Linked DNA regions of Mus musculus: regions 1, 2 and 3 are each linked to region 4. The links are chromatin contacts, called in public Hi-C and promoter capture Hi-C maps. All regions are on one chromosome and are shown on one strand. Each heading gives the region's core, a stretch centred on a gene start, on an enhancer-like site or on the middle of the called end of the contact. The rest is flanking DNA. Distances are from core to core; before and after follow the strand shown.

What was found. Promoter capture Hi-C pulls out the DNA fragments that hold promoters and counts their contacts. A called contact is a pair of places that touch in the nucleus more often than the background predicts.
Region 1: a Hi-C map of pre-B cells shows a contact between it and region 4, with 3 times the contacts expected there. The contact joins the promoter of Osbpl9 here to the promoter of Tut4 in region 4. A contact is called at or near these places in 1 of 39 promoter capture datasets (pre-B cells) and 1 of 484 Hi-C or Micro-C datasets (pre-B cells).
Region 2: a Hi-C map of pre-B cells shows a contact between it and region 4, with 4 times the contacts expected there. The contact joins the promoter of Nrd1 here to the promoter of Tut4 in region 4. A contact is called at or near these places in 1 of 39 promoter capture datasets (pre-B cells), 1 of 484 Hi-C or Micro-C datasets (pre-B cells) and 1 of 115 datasets of contacts at active chromatin or transcription factors (thymic regulatory T cells).
Region 3: a promoter capture Hi-C map of embryonic stem cells shows a contact between it and region 4, with 2.3 times the contacts expected there. The contact joins the promoter of Cpt2 here to the promoter of Tut4 in region 4. A contact is called at or near these places in 5 of 39 promoter capture datasets (cranial neural crest, embryonic stem cells, hippocampal neurons and 2 more), 1 of 484 Hi-C or Micro-C datasets (regulatory T cells), 12 of 115 datasets of contacts at active chromatin or transcription factors (the 230-238 cell line, astrocytes, cardiomyocytes and 7 more) and 2 of 9 other capture datasets (adipose tissue and liver).

What each region holds. Positions count from the first base shown.
Region 1 is chr4:109,201,017-109,203,716 of GRCm38.p6, forward strand. It overlaps Osbpl9 (oxysterol binding protein-like 9), which reads right to left and starts at 1,256. Exons shown (of 24, transcript NM_001368727.1): 1 at 1,089-1,256. The coding sequence starts at 1,199. It overlaps Gm46867 (a long non-coding RNA gene), which reads left to right and starts at 1,177. Exons shown (of 3, transcript XR_001784406.1): 1 at 1,177-1,233.
Region 2 is chr4:108,999,367-109,002,066 of GRCm38.p6, forward strand. It overlaps Nrd1 (nardilysin, N-arginine dibasic convertase, NRD convertase 1), which reads left to right and starts at 1,289. Exons shown (of 31, transcript NM_146150.3): 1 at 1,289-1,798. The coding sequence starts at 1,467.
Region 3 is chr4:107,922,281-107,924,980 of GRCm38.p6, forward strand. It overlaps Cpt2 (carnitine palmitoyltransferase 2), which reads right to left and starts at 1,309. Exons shown (of 5, transcript NM_009949.2): 1 at 1,035-1,309. The coding sequence starts at 1,186.
Region 4 is chr4:108,458,019-108,460,718 of GRCm38.p6, forward strand. It overlaps Tut4 (terminal uridylyl transferase 4), which reads left to right and starts at 1,392. Exons shown (of 31, transcript NM_175472.4): 1 at 1,392-1,621; 2 at 1,999-2,182.

The DNA.
Region 1 (2,700 bases), core at 6-2,505, 740 kb after region 4:
AAATTTATTAAGAGTAAATGAATTAAGGTGCCCACTAGACTACACTAAAAGCTCGAGAAGAGAGGCAGCGTCTACACAGCTGTCGATTCTTGCTGGAATGAAGACCCGCAGGACAGGAACTCAATGATATTTTTAAATGAATGAATAACTATGTGTCCCTACTTCCCTCATCCACACTAACTCTTCTCCCATAATCGTATTTCTTCGTTTTTCTTCTATCATTTTCTAAAGCCTTCAAGACATTCTATATTTTGTCCTTCTGGGTGCTTTTCTTCTTCTCACGGGCTATTATTAACAATACAGCTCAAAGAAAGTGGCCCCGTTAGTAATTTCTCCAACACCGCCCACCTTCCATTTCTAATGCGAAGGAGGTGGAAGAGGCGGTCAGAACATAGGCTCCACAGCATTTCATCTACCTACCCTGGGCCACTAACTCGCGTCAACAACAGCGAAGTCGGTCCTCTCCAGAACACAACTTTCAGGGCAACTGCACCATCTCTTTCTACATCTCCGCAACCAGAAGACTCGCGCAGAGGGAATCCTCTGCTCTCAAAAGTTACGGAGTCCGTTACACTCGTGCCCCGCTGGAAAGAGGGGTGCATCCCCACAGTAGGACAGCCTTGCTGGACAGACTGATGGGATTTCAGAGCCCACGGTGTGGACGCGGGTCACCTTTGGACCTGGCCAGGTTCCTCTGACCACTGCTCCGAGAAGGCAGCGCTCTTCGAGCCCTGGAGGGAAGCTAAGGGGTGCGGCCAGTGCCCGGGCTGGGGACAGGAGAGACGCACAGTGTGGACAGCTAGGCTGACCTGCCACACCGGGACTACGCCCACCCGTACCTCGTCTCAGCGCAGACCCTACCTAGTCACAGAACCACTCCCTGAGACACCCGGCTCGCCCCCGGCCCATAAATCAGCCGGCCGGCGCTGCTCACTGGCTGGGTCCGCATCTCCCTTCTGGTCATTGGCTACCCGCACGCAAAGCCCTCCTCCACAAGGGAACCTCGCGTACGGCGGTCTCTCAGCGGAGCACCCCCGCCCCGGCTCCGCGTAGCTCGCCGTCCCAGCAGCGCGGCCTCAGCCACTCACCGTGTAGTAGGAGAGCAGCCCTGCATTGTAGTCCAGCACGAACCAACGATACTGCCATCCCTTCATCACGTTAGTCCATTTGCTCAGCGGCCCTTCCACGATGGACGCCATCTTGGGAGCCGCCAATGACAACAAACGGCCTGACGTCAGTCGCCTATATGGCATTCGGCATGCAGGGGGCGGGGTCTCCGAGAGCCTAGGCGGGACCAGGGCGTGAGTGGGCGGGGCCAGGTGCGGCTCCTCTGTGCAGCTGGTGGACCCACGCCCCTGGCAATCCTAGTCAAGCATGCTTTGTTTCTTTCTCTCTTCGCCTATTGTGTATAGGGCGGGCTGTTATGGAGGCAGAAAACTGAGAAAGCGAGCGTGAATATTTAGATTATTTATCCAAAACAGGCGTGAAGGTGGATACCTGTAATCCCAGCACTTGGGAGACCAGAGGATCGGTAGTTCAAAGCCAGACTCAGCTAAGTAAGACTGACAAAAAAAAGAAAAGAAAAAAAGGAGAGAAGGAGAAAAGGGGAGTGGGGGGACAGAGAGACGGAGGGGAGGGGGGTTTAGAGGTGGGTGTAAGGGAGGGAGGGAGAGACAGACAGACAGAGAGAATAAGAGAAAAACATCTTCAAGAGGATCTGGAGGGTAGGGGAGCACACAACTGCCTGTAACTCCAGGCCATCAGAACTGAGGGTACCAGCACTTAGGAGCAAATATTCCCACCCCACTCAGACATACTCACTAAAGTACATATAACTAAAACTAAATTTTTTTTTTGTAAGTTCAAGATAATCCTTGACTACATAATGAGTTTGAGAGTAGTGGGTGCTACATAAAACTTTTTTTTAAATTGTAACATAAGTTTTGTTGGGTTTTTTGTTTTTTTTTTTTTTTTTTTTTTTTTTTGGAGACAGAGTCTCTTTTGCAGCCTTGGCTGTTCTGGTATTTGCTATATATAGGTAGACCAGGCTGTCCTCTAACTCACAGAGATCTGTCTGCTTCTGGGCTTGGGTTAAAGGTGAGAGCCACCACACCTGGCCAAAGAATTCTATATTTAAGAACCTAGTGATTGGGAAAGCTGGAGAGATGGCTCATCATCGGGTAAGCACTGACTGCTCTTGCAGAGGTCCTGAGTTCAATTCCCAGCAACCACAGGGTGGCTCACAACCATTTGTAATGAGATCTGATTCCCTCTTCTGGTGTGTCTGAAGACCAACTGTGTACTCACATACATAAAATAAATAAATAAATCTAGAAAAAGAAGGGGAAGAAGAACCCAGTGATCCTCTTTTGGCCTCCCTGGCCCCAGACATGTATGTAGTACACAGATATGCATGCAGGCAAAAAGAACTCATATACTTCTTGTTTTGTTTTGTTGTTTTACTGTAGAGAAAAATCTAGGGCTTTGTGCATGCCAGGAGAACATTCTACCCCTGCTATATTAGTCAGGGATCTTTAGAGTAAAAATACTTACAGAATGAATATATTTGTGTATATATAGAGAGATCGATAGATATACACACACACACAGAGTGGGATTTATTACAGGATGTGATTAAGCAAAGACAACAATGGCTGCCTATGCATAGAAAATCCAAGAAACTAGTAATTGGATGTCTCA
Region 2 (2,700 bases), core at 39-2,538, 540 kb after region 4:
ACCACTGCCCGGAATCTTAATGCTTTCAAATACTTCTGCCCCAGTTCATGTATCCTCTTCAATACTTTGTCTTCCTACCCTGTTTTGTAGTCTTAGCATTTATTGTTTTTTTTTTTTAATGTATTATTTATGGTCAGTTTCTTCCCATAAGAAACTAAACTTCAAGCCAAGGATTTTTTGTTGTTTTTGAGACGGTCTTAGTAGGTAGACATGGCTGGCTTGGAACTGCTTTGTAAACCAGGCTGGCCCTGAACTTAAAGAGATTCACCTGCCTCTGTCTCCCTGAGTGCTTGAGATTCAAGGTGTGGACTACCACACCGGCAACGATTTGTTTTGTGTATGGCTTTATCTTCAGCCACACAAAGGTTCAGAGGCAGGAAAGACAACCACTAATGTATCTATCGGCTTAAAGTCTTTTTGTTGTTGTTGTTGTTTACTCATATTCATTTCGTTTATCTCTTCCATGTGGTATGATCTCATTCAATGGTGTCTATCAGCTTTTTATTGTTATCTGGTCAACTGCTTTTTATTTTATATTGTGTCTGTTCCAGTCGCTGCAAAAGCATTGGCAAAAACAAAAACAAAAAGCTTGGGAAAGTTACTTGAGGTTAGTAGCCTAACATGTTCTTGCTTTTCAGTAAAAGTTGGCCAAACTTAAAGGTAGGCTGAGGACTACTCCAGGGTGTGGAAGCTTAAAAAAATAAACAATTCGCATACAAGAGTGAGCATATTGAAACAGATCTGGAGCGTGAAAAGCACCAATGGTTTGGCAGCCTACAGGATGGAAAGATGCAATTGTTATTTCCGGTGCTTAGTGACCCACAAGCACTGCATCCATCTCGGGATAGGGTGGGAAAAGACTTCCGGTGCTCTGCTCTTTTAAAAAAGAGACCCGCTGAGTCACTCTAAGAATAGAGTGCAAAAAATACACCGCAAGTGGGTGAAGAAGATCAGCATCCACTATCGCGACTCACTTCTGTGTTTTCTCGCTGGGGAATATTTTCTCAGACACGGAGCGCTACGCGGTTTTCCTAAAAACAGCTACGGACGCACGTCACAATCGCAGCAAGACTTCTCCCATCATCCTCCGCCTCTTTTCCTTCGCCCCGCCCACGTCAGGTTTCGAAATGCTCTCTGGGTGCGCCAGGAACCCGGCCTATTTCTATTGGTCTCTCGCTTCCCCTACTCCCATTGGCTGTTTCTGCAAACGTGACGGCCGTTGTGCGTTGTGATTGGCTAGAGTCCATAGCGTCATCGGCTGTCAGGAGGGTGGGATGAAGAAAGTCGGTGTGAGCGAGGCCGGGTTGGAGGAGGGGTTCAGGCCTGTCCTCCCCAGCGGCTGGGGCAGCAACAACGCCGGCCGCCGCCGTCGCCCCTGGGACGCGGAGGAGGAGGAGTGGCTGGAGGTGTAGGAGGAGGAGGTGGGCCTGGGGAGCGGGATGTCCAGCGCTACGACTTGCTGGTGAATGCTGAGGAGAGTCGCGGTTGCTGCAGTCTGTGTCACCGGGAGGAAGTTGCGGTGTGAGGCCGGGCGGGAGCTCACGGCTCTGGGGCGAATCGAAGCACGGGGTCTGTGCGAAGAATCATCGAAACCCTTTCCTACGCTGACCATGCCTGGAAGAAACAAGGCGAAGTCCACCTGCAGTTGCCCGGACCTGCAGCCCAATGGACAGGACTTGGGCGAGAGCGGCCGGCTTGCTCGTCTAGGAGCGGATGAATCTGAGGAGGAGGGACGGTCTTTCAGTAATGTCGGGGACCCTGAGATCATCAAGTCTCCCAGCGATCCCAAGCAGTACCGGTGAGGGAGGAGGCTCGGACTGGGGAGAACAGGGTGCGGGCTTCGGTTGGTGCTGTAGTGACTTCTGGTCTCCATGTCTCCCGGAGAAGCAACAGGGTGTTACTACTTCCCATCCCAAATGTGTGTTTGGGTGAGGCGGCCAGGGCAATTTGGAGTAGACGAGGCTGGCCTTTAACTCAGAGATCTGCTTGCCTCTGCCTCTCAAATGCTGGGATTAAAGGTATCCGCCGCCACTGCCCGGCTATTTTTGACTTATATTAAAGCAAGAATTAAGGTTTCCATGAGGAAGACAGGATGGATGGTAAAGGGGAGGAGGGTTGGTAAGGAAAGCTTGACAGTTAGTGATTCTGAATTTTGGCGGAGAGGATATTTGAGATGTGTGTGTGTGTGTGTGTGTGTGTGTGTGTGTGTGTGTGTTATTTTTGTTCAGTCTCAATCCAAAGGTGTATGAGTAAAGAGAGGTAAAACAGAGTGAAAATTACGAAAAGGATGCTGTGGTTTTAATAAAAGAACTTTACATCACCCTTTTCGTAATTATCACTCCTGTTTACCTCTCTTAGCTAGCCTGAGATGGAGTGGCTTGTAACCATGGGTAGCTAGCCACAACTAGAATGGCTTAGCTAGATGACTTCTTCCAAAACGTATTAGAGATATCTTGGGCCTCAGTTGTATGAATGGTAGGCGTGTAAGATCCCATTTTATACAATGTTTCAATCATGTGTAATGAATGAATGAATGGTGACTCAATCCCCCACCTGAATAAACTTAAGAGTTACTTTGTTTCATAAAATATCTTGTATTTGAAATAGTTTCTATTATCTTACAGCTTAGTTTTCCTGGTTGAAGACGTTGAAACACACTCAGAATTAGACAGCTAAATAGTATTGGAGCTTGTATGAAAC
Region 3 (2,700 bases), core at 59-2,558, 540 kb before region 4:
ACTGCTGGACACGGAGGAAAACAAACCCCACAGCAGGGAACAATACCATGGTACAATGTGTGTCTTTTCCCGGATGGAGCAGGAAGGATCACTGGCAGCTGGGCCAGGACAGTGAGGGGGATTTGAAACAGGTTTGGAGCTTGGTTTGGGAAATAAACAATGAATGCAAAGACAATTTAGGTTTGGCTTAGAGTGAAGGTAATTTCTATTCTGGCAACCTAGAACAAAGCTGAGAGATCAACGAGAAAACTAGACTCCAGATTTAAGGAAGTACTGGGTATTGGGGACAGGGGGTGACGGACATGGAGGAACACTTATTAGGGCTGTTTGAATAGGTCAGGTAGTGTGGGTGAGGTGTTGGGGACCACCCGAAAGAGTGCTGAGGAAGGTTTGGTGGGTATGAAAAAGTTCTAGGTTAAGGCTGACCTTAGAAGATGGAGCAGAAGATGGAGAATGCTAAAATGAGGATAAAGATGTGCTTGCAGCAACGATGGGACACTACCAGAACAGGTACTGGAAGAGGAGTGGGCTGGGTGTTCTCAGCAACAGGTAAAGGTGAATAGGGGACACTGACCCGAGGGAGACCCATGTTAGGAACTGGCTATCCTCCCTCAATGGGGGTGCCCTATATCTTTAATCTCAGCACTCTACAGGCAGAAGCAAGAGGATCTCTAATAGGCCATCCTGGTCTACAGAGCTAGTTCTAGGGCACACAAACCCTCAAAACAAAACAAGGAATTGACCACCCTAGTAGAAAGGATTCGGGTGATTTTCAGGCATTAAGTGTGTAGGGCTCAGGATAGCTGTCTGAAAGATTAATGGAGCGGGCAGGAGTTTGTAGGATTCAAGATGAACTTGTAGACGGGAGGGTTGCGGAGGAGACTTTAAAGTTTCTGAATCTTCTGAGCCAGGGAATTTTCAAAGTCTCAGGCTTTCCAAGCTGGGGAATGTGACTGCCTCCAGGGCCGGAGGTTCAGGGCAAGTCCTAAGCACCAGGAGTCGGGTCTGGGCCGGGGCCAGGAGGCTGGGCTCACCTGGGCAGGCTGTCCTGGTAGTGCATGGTGGGTACGATGCTGTGCTGCAGATACTCGGCGGGCCCCGAGACAGCACTTAAGGGCCGACTAGGGGCTCCCAGGACAAGCGAGGGGCACCGGGGCCAGTCACGCAACAGCAGGCGCGGCATCATCGTCCCGGGCGGCAATGGCGGCTTGAGGACGCGGTGGCTGAGGGAGTTCCCGAGCAAGCAGGCCGCTGCCCTCAGGCCCGGGACACCCGTAGAGACTTAACGTCCAGTTCAACTCCGCCCACAGGGGCACTTCCGGGCACCGATAGGCGGTGGCCCCGCCCACACTTGGCCTCTCCCAGAGCCCGCCCACATCGTGGCCACGCCCAAGAGGCGGCCACGCCCACCTGGGCCGGAAGCGGTCTCTAAACTATAGTAAGCCCAGCTTCTTGCCCGAAGGTGGCAGGCATGTAACTCTGAAGCTAACCTCTTTTCCTTTCACAGAACTGGATAGAAATCAAAAGTAGAGAAAAAAGAAACGCTGAAACTTGGCATTTGGCAGACCTATCCTTGTCAAGGCTTGGTCTCTAGAGACCAAGAACATTTCAAACCTTTGTCTTCTAAGTAGAGAACAAGATCAACAAACGCCTCCACAGTTCTAGATTTACTGAACAATAGTCATACTTATTTCACCAATATAATTTGTTAGGCAGAATACTTTACTCATACTAGGTCCGTGTAGCATTCCCCAAGCCTGAAGTCTTTGAAGTGTGTGGCTTCGCGGGGCGGGGGGGGGTGGGGGTGGGGTGGGGTGGGGGGGGGATAGGGAACTTTCGGGATAGCATTTGAAATGTAAAGAAAATATCTAATAAAAATATTATTAAAAATGTATAACTGGAAATTGGGGGTGCATGCCTGTAATCTGAAGGAGAGGCAGAGGCAGAGTGTCAAGAATTCTAGCCTATATTCAGCTACATAGCGAGTTGGAAGCCATCCTGGGCTACACGGGACTGTGTCTTAATCAAAACAAGAGGAAGGAAGGAAAAAGAATGTACAGGAACCAGAAATGAGCATCCTTTTTCAGATTGAATATTTCAAAGGAAAAAAACAAAACAGGTTCCCTACCAAGAGGAAACCCTTGTCCTCTAGTTCTGGGTGTCTTTTAGCCTCAGTCCACCGTAGGAGGCTACCTGTCAGCACACATGGGTCCTGAAGTCCCAAACTTTTCAGGAATTCAAAGATTCTTGAACGTGAACATCCCCATCCATCGCTAAACCACCACAGGCAAGCAACATATACCATACCCCTCTGGTCTCTGCCTCATCTGTAGCTAAAGAAGTAATAGGTTCTGCTACCACTTATTTTACATAGTGAATTATTCTCACTTGAAGCACAACAGAATTCCATTCTGGAAACACAACCTTCCTTTAGCTCCAGCTGTCTGTCAGGACCCTGTAGATCTGAAGCAGCCAAGTACATTTTGTCTGTTCCATAAGTAGGTAGGCAGAGCCATGAGCTGGAACACATCCCAAAGGGCACTGGATTTGGAGTTCAGGGGACCTGAGTTTGTTTCTCGGGCTCTGTCCTTATTTAGATGACCAGCAGTTAAACAGGAAACTCACTTACCAGCTCCATACTGAAGAACTTTTCTTCATTGACTGAAGAGCTAAGCACAGAATTCAAAGCTAGTGGGAACC
Region 4 (2,700 bases), core at 142-2,641:
CAATCTCCCCCAAACACCACAAAGAAAGAAAGAAGGAAAAGAAACAAAAAAGCCAAAACAAAAAAATGAACATGTTATTGTGGAAGCTATAAGTCTATTTTTTATTTTTAAAGAGATCAAGGCAAAGACAGGCGGCTTTCTGAGTTCGAGGCCAGCCTGGGCTACAGAGTCTGGCTTTGACCTGGTGATCATCCTGCCCCAGCTTCCAGAATGCTGATATTACAGCTGTAATCTACCACACCTAACATTCGGTTTTCACTTTCATTTCCTCTTCTGTTCTTTACCTTATCTCTCTGAAGTTTGGACACATTTAAAAATGTTTCAGATGAGGCAACTCTGGATTTTTTATTAGTTTGATAATCGCCCCAAGCTGGAAGGGTTGACTGGCTACCCTCTATCCACAGCTCCTGGGTCTGCTGGAGTCAGAGACAGGGGGAAGGGGATTGTCAGAGCATATTTTCTCCTCTGCAAATGGAAGCCATAGTATCTATTGTCACAAGATCATTATGAAGATTAGGTGGTTAAGTGTATGAAGCCTCCTCAGCTCGATGCCTAGAAGTAAGTTGGCAATGCTTGGTCCCTTCTCACTAAGCTTGTTCAGCTTTGGGGATTCTGACGGACATATCATGTGAGAGGTGTTTAGTTCTGGGATGTAGCAGGAAGTCGATGAACTCTGCAGAGACAATTGCCTCTCTGTAGCCTCTTAGCAGCTCTGGTCTGTGAGTCACAAGAAAATTTGTCATTACCTTGTAAATATTTAAGATTCAGCTGCTTCCCTTTATAAAACCCCACGTTTAGTGCCATACACTTTTTCTGCCTAGTAAATATCCACCTCAAGGACTGCAGTTGTGTGATTTGACCAGCTCTGAGTGAAGTAGGAGACTGGTCAAATAATAATCTCGAGGCTTGAGGGCGGGGGGGGGGGGTGTCATTAAAATAAACTAACAAAGCCTTCTAGTCTTCCATGAGTGTAAATTTAAATGAGAGGAAGCTAACACATTTAAAAAAAAAAAAGGAGGAAGGAGGGAAGCCGTTCTTGGTAGTTGTTTCTATGCCCACCTGAAACTAAAGAAATGGTTTTCGAACTATTTCTCAAGATTTCTCTGCTTTGTTAGTCCTGAGGTGATGCAAAACTGGACTGGATGCAAGGGTGAAGGGGTGGGGGGCTCCCTCCTGCTAGCTGCTCGACAGTGCTCAGAAGTCAGGAATGGTCGCGGAGGATTCAAGAAATGCGTGGGCTGTCGGACAGTGACAAGCCCGAGCCTGCACATCTACGGCCTCTCCCTGGGGCACAGCTAGGCAACCTGCCCCCTTTCCCGCCCGGGGGCCTCAGGCAAGGCGCCCGCAGCCAGGGAGCCTGACGTGAGAAGCGCGACGGTGCACGCGACCCTAAGCTCGCCGGCGTCCTCGCGCCGCTTCCCGGCGTCGGCGTGCTGGACCGCAGGACCCTCTCTCTCTCTTTCTCTCTCCCTGCAGGCCCGCTCCAGCCAGCGAGCCGCGGGTAGCTCCGACCCTTTCCCTCCCTCCCTCCCTTCCTCTCTCCCTCGGGGGCCCGCCCGCCCCCAGCTCGGGCGCCGATCGGAGCCCGCGCGCGCTCGCCCGCTCTCCCTCCTCAGCGCGGGTGTGTGCGCGCCGTCCTCCCACCTCCATCCCCTCCTCATTGTTTCCGGGCGACCGCCACGAGCCCCGGAACGAAGCCCCTCCCCCCACGCCCCCCGGTCTACCCCCTCCTCCGCCGAGGTTTGACGGGTGCTTGGGGGGGATCCCCAGAATTAAAGAAGAGGGAGCCCCTGAACCCAGCTCTGGGAGGCTCTGCTCCCCGCCTCCGAGGCTATCTCCTCCCATCCCAATCGGGATCCCAGGCTGGGGAGAGCCTCCGACTCCCCTCCCCCCTCGGCCGGGCGCCACTCTCCCTCAGCCCCCTCCCCTCAGCGGGTCCTCCTCTTTCTCTCGCTCCCTCCTCCTCCCCCTCCCCGTCCCTTCCCCCCCACAATGCAGTTCGCGGCGCGGCGGACATGGCGGTGGAGTCCTGAGCTCGTCGTGTCCTGGCCTCCATCGGCGGCGGCGACGGCGGCGGCGGCGACGGCGACGGGGGCGGCAGCGGCGGCGGGAGGCGGAGGGGGAGCCGGAGCCTCTGAGATGAGGAGGCGTCGCGCGCGCCTGTAGCTCGCGGGCTTCTCAGGTACGGGGCTGCGGGCCGCCGCGCTGCGCGGGCTGCCGAGGGGGTGTGCTCGGCCGCTGAGCCCGGGGGCCCCCAGCTTGTCCCCTTCAGGTGCGGCGCCTCGCAGGTGTCCGCGCCGCCGGAGCGCGTCTCCGCCGCCCCCTCGGGGCCTGGCACTTCCTCCTGGGCTGGAACTGGCTTCTGGTGTCCCAGGGGAAAGCCGAGGGAAGGAGGGAAGTCGAGAAGGCGGCCTGGGCGGCCTGAGGAGGGCTTTGGGGGGCCGACCTTAGGGAAAGCTGGGGCGCCCGTCCGGCCACCGAAACCTGTTGTAGACGGGGTAGGAGTATCTGAGTTAACGGGATTGGTCTAGCCTTCGCTTAGATCCAGTGCGTGTTTGTCTGTATTGTGTGCCTTTCTTTCACCCTGTGTATGTGTATGTATATATACACTTGTAAACACACACACACACAGCGTGTCCTCCCCGCCATCCCCCGGGCTTGTCCTTGTCGGGAGGGAGCAGAGGTAGGTTTGTGTGGATT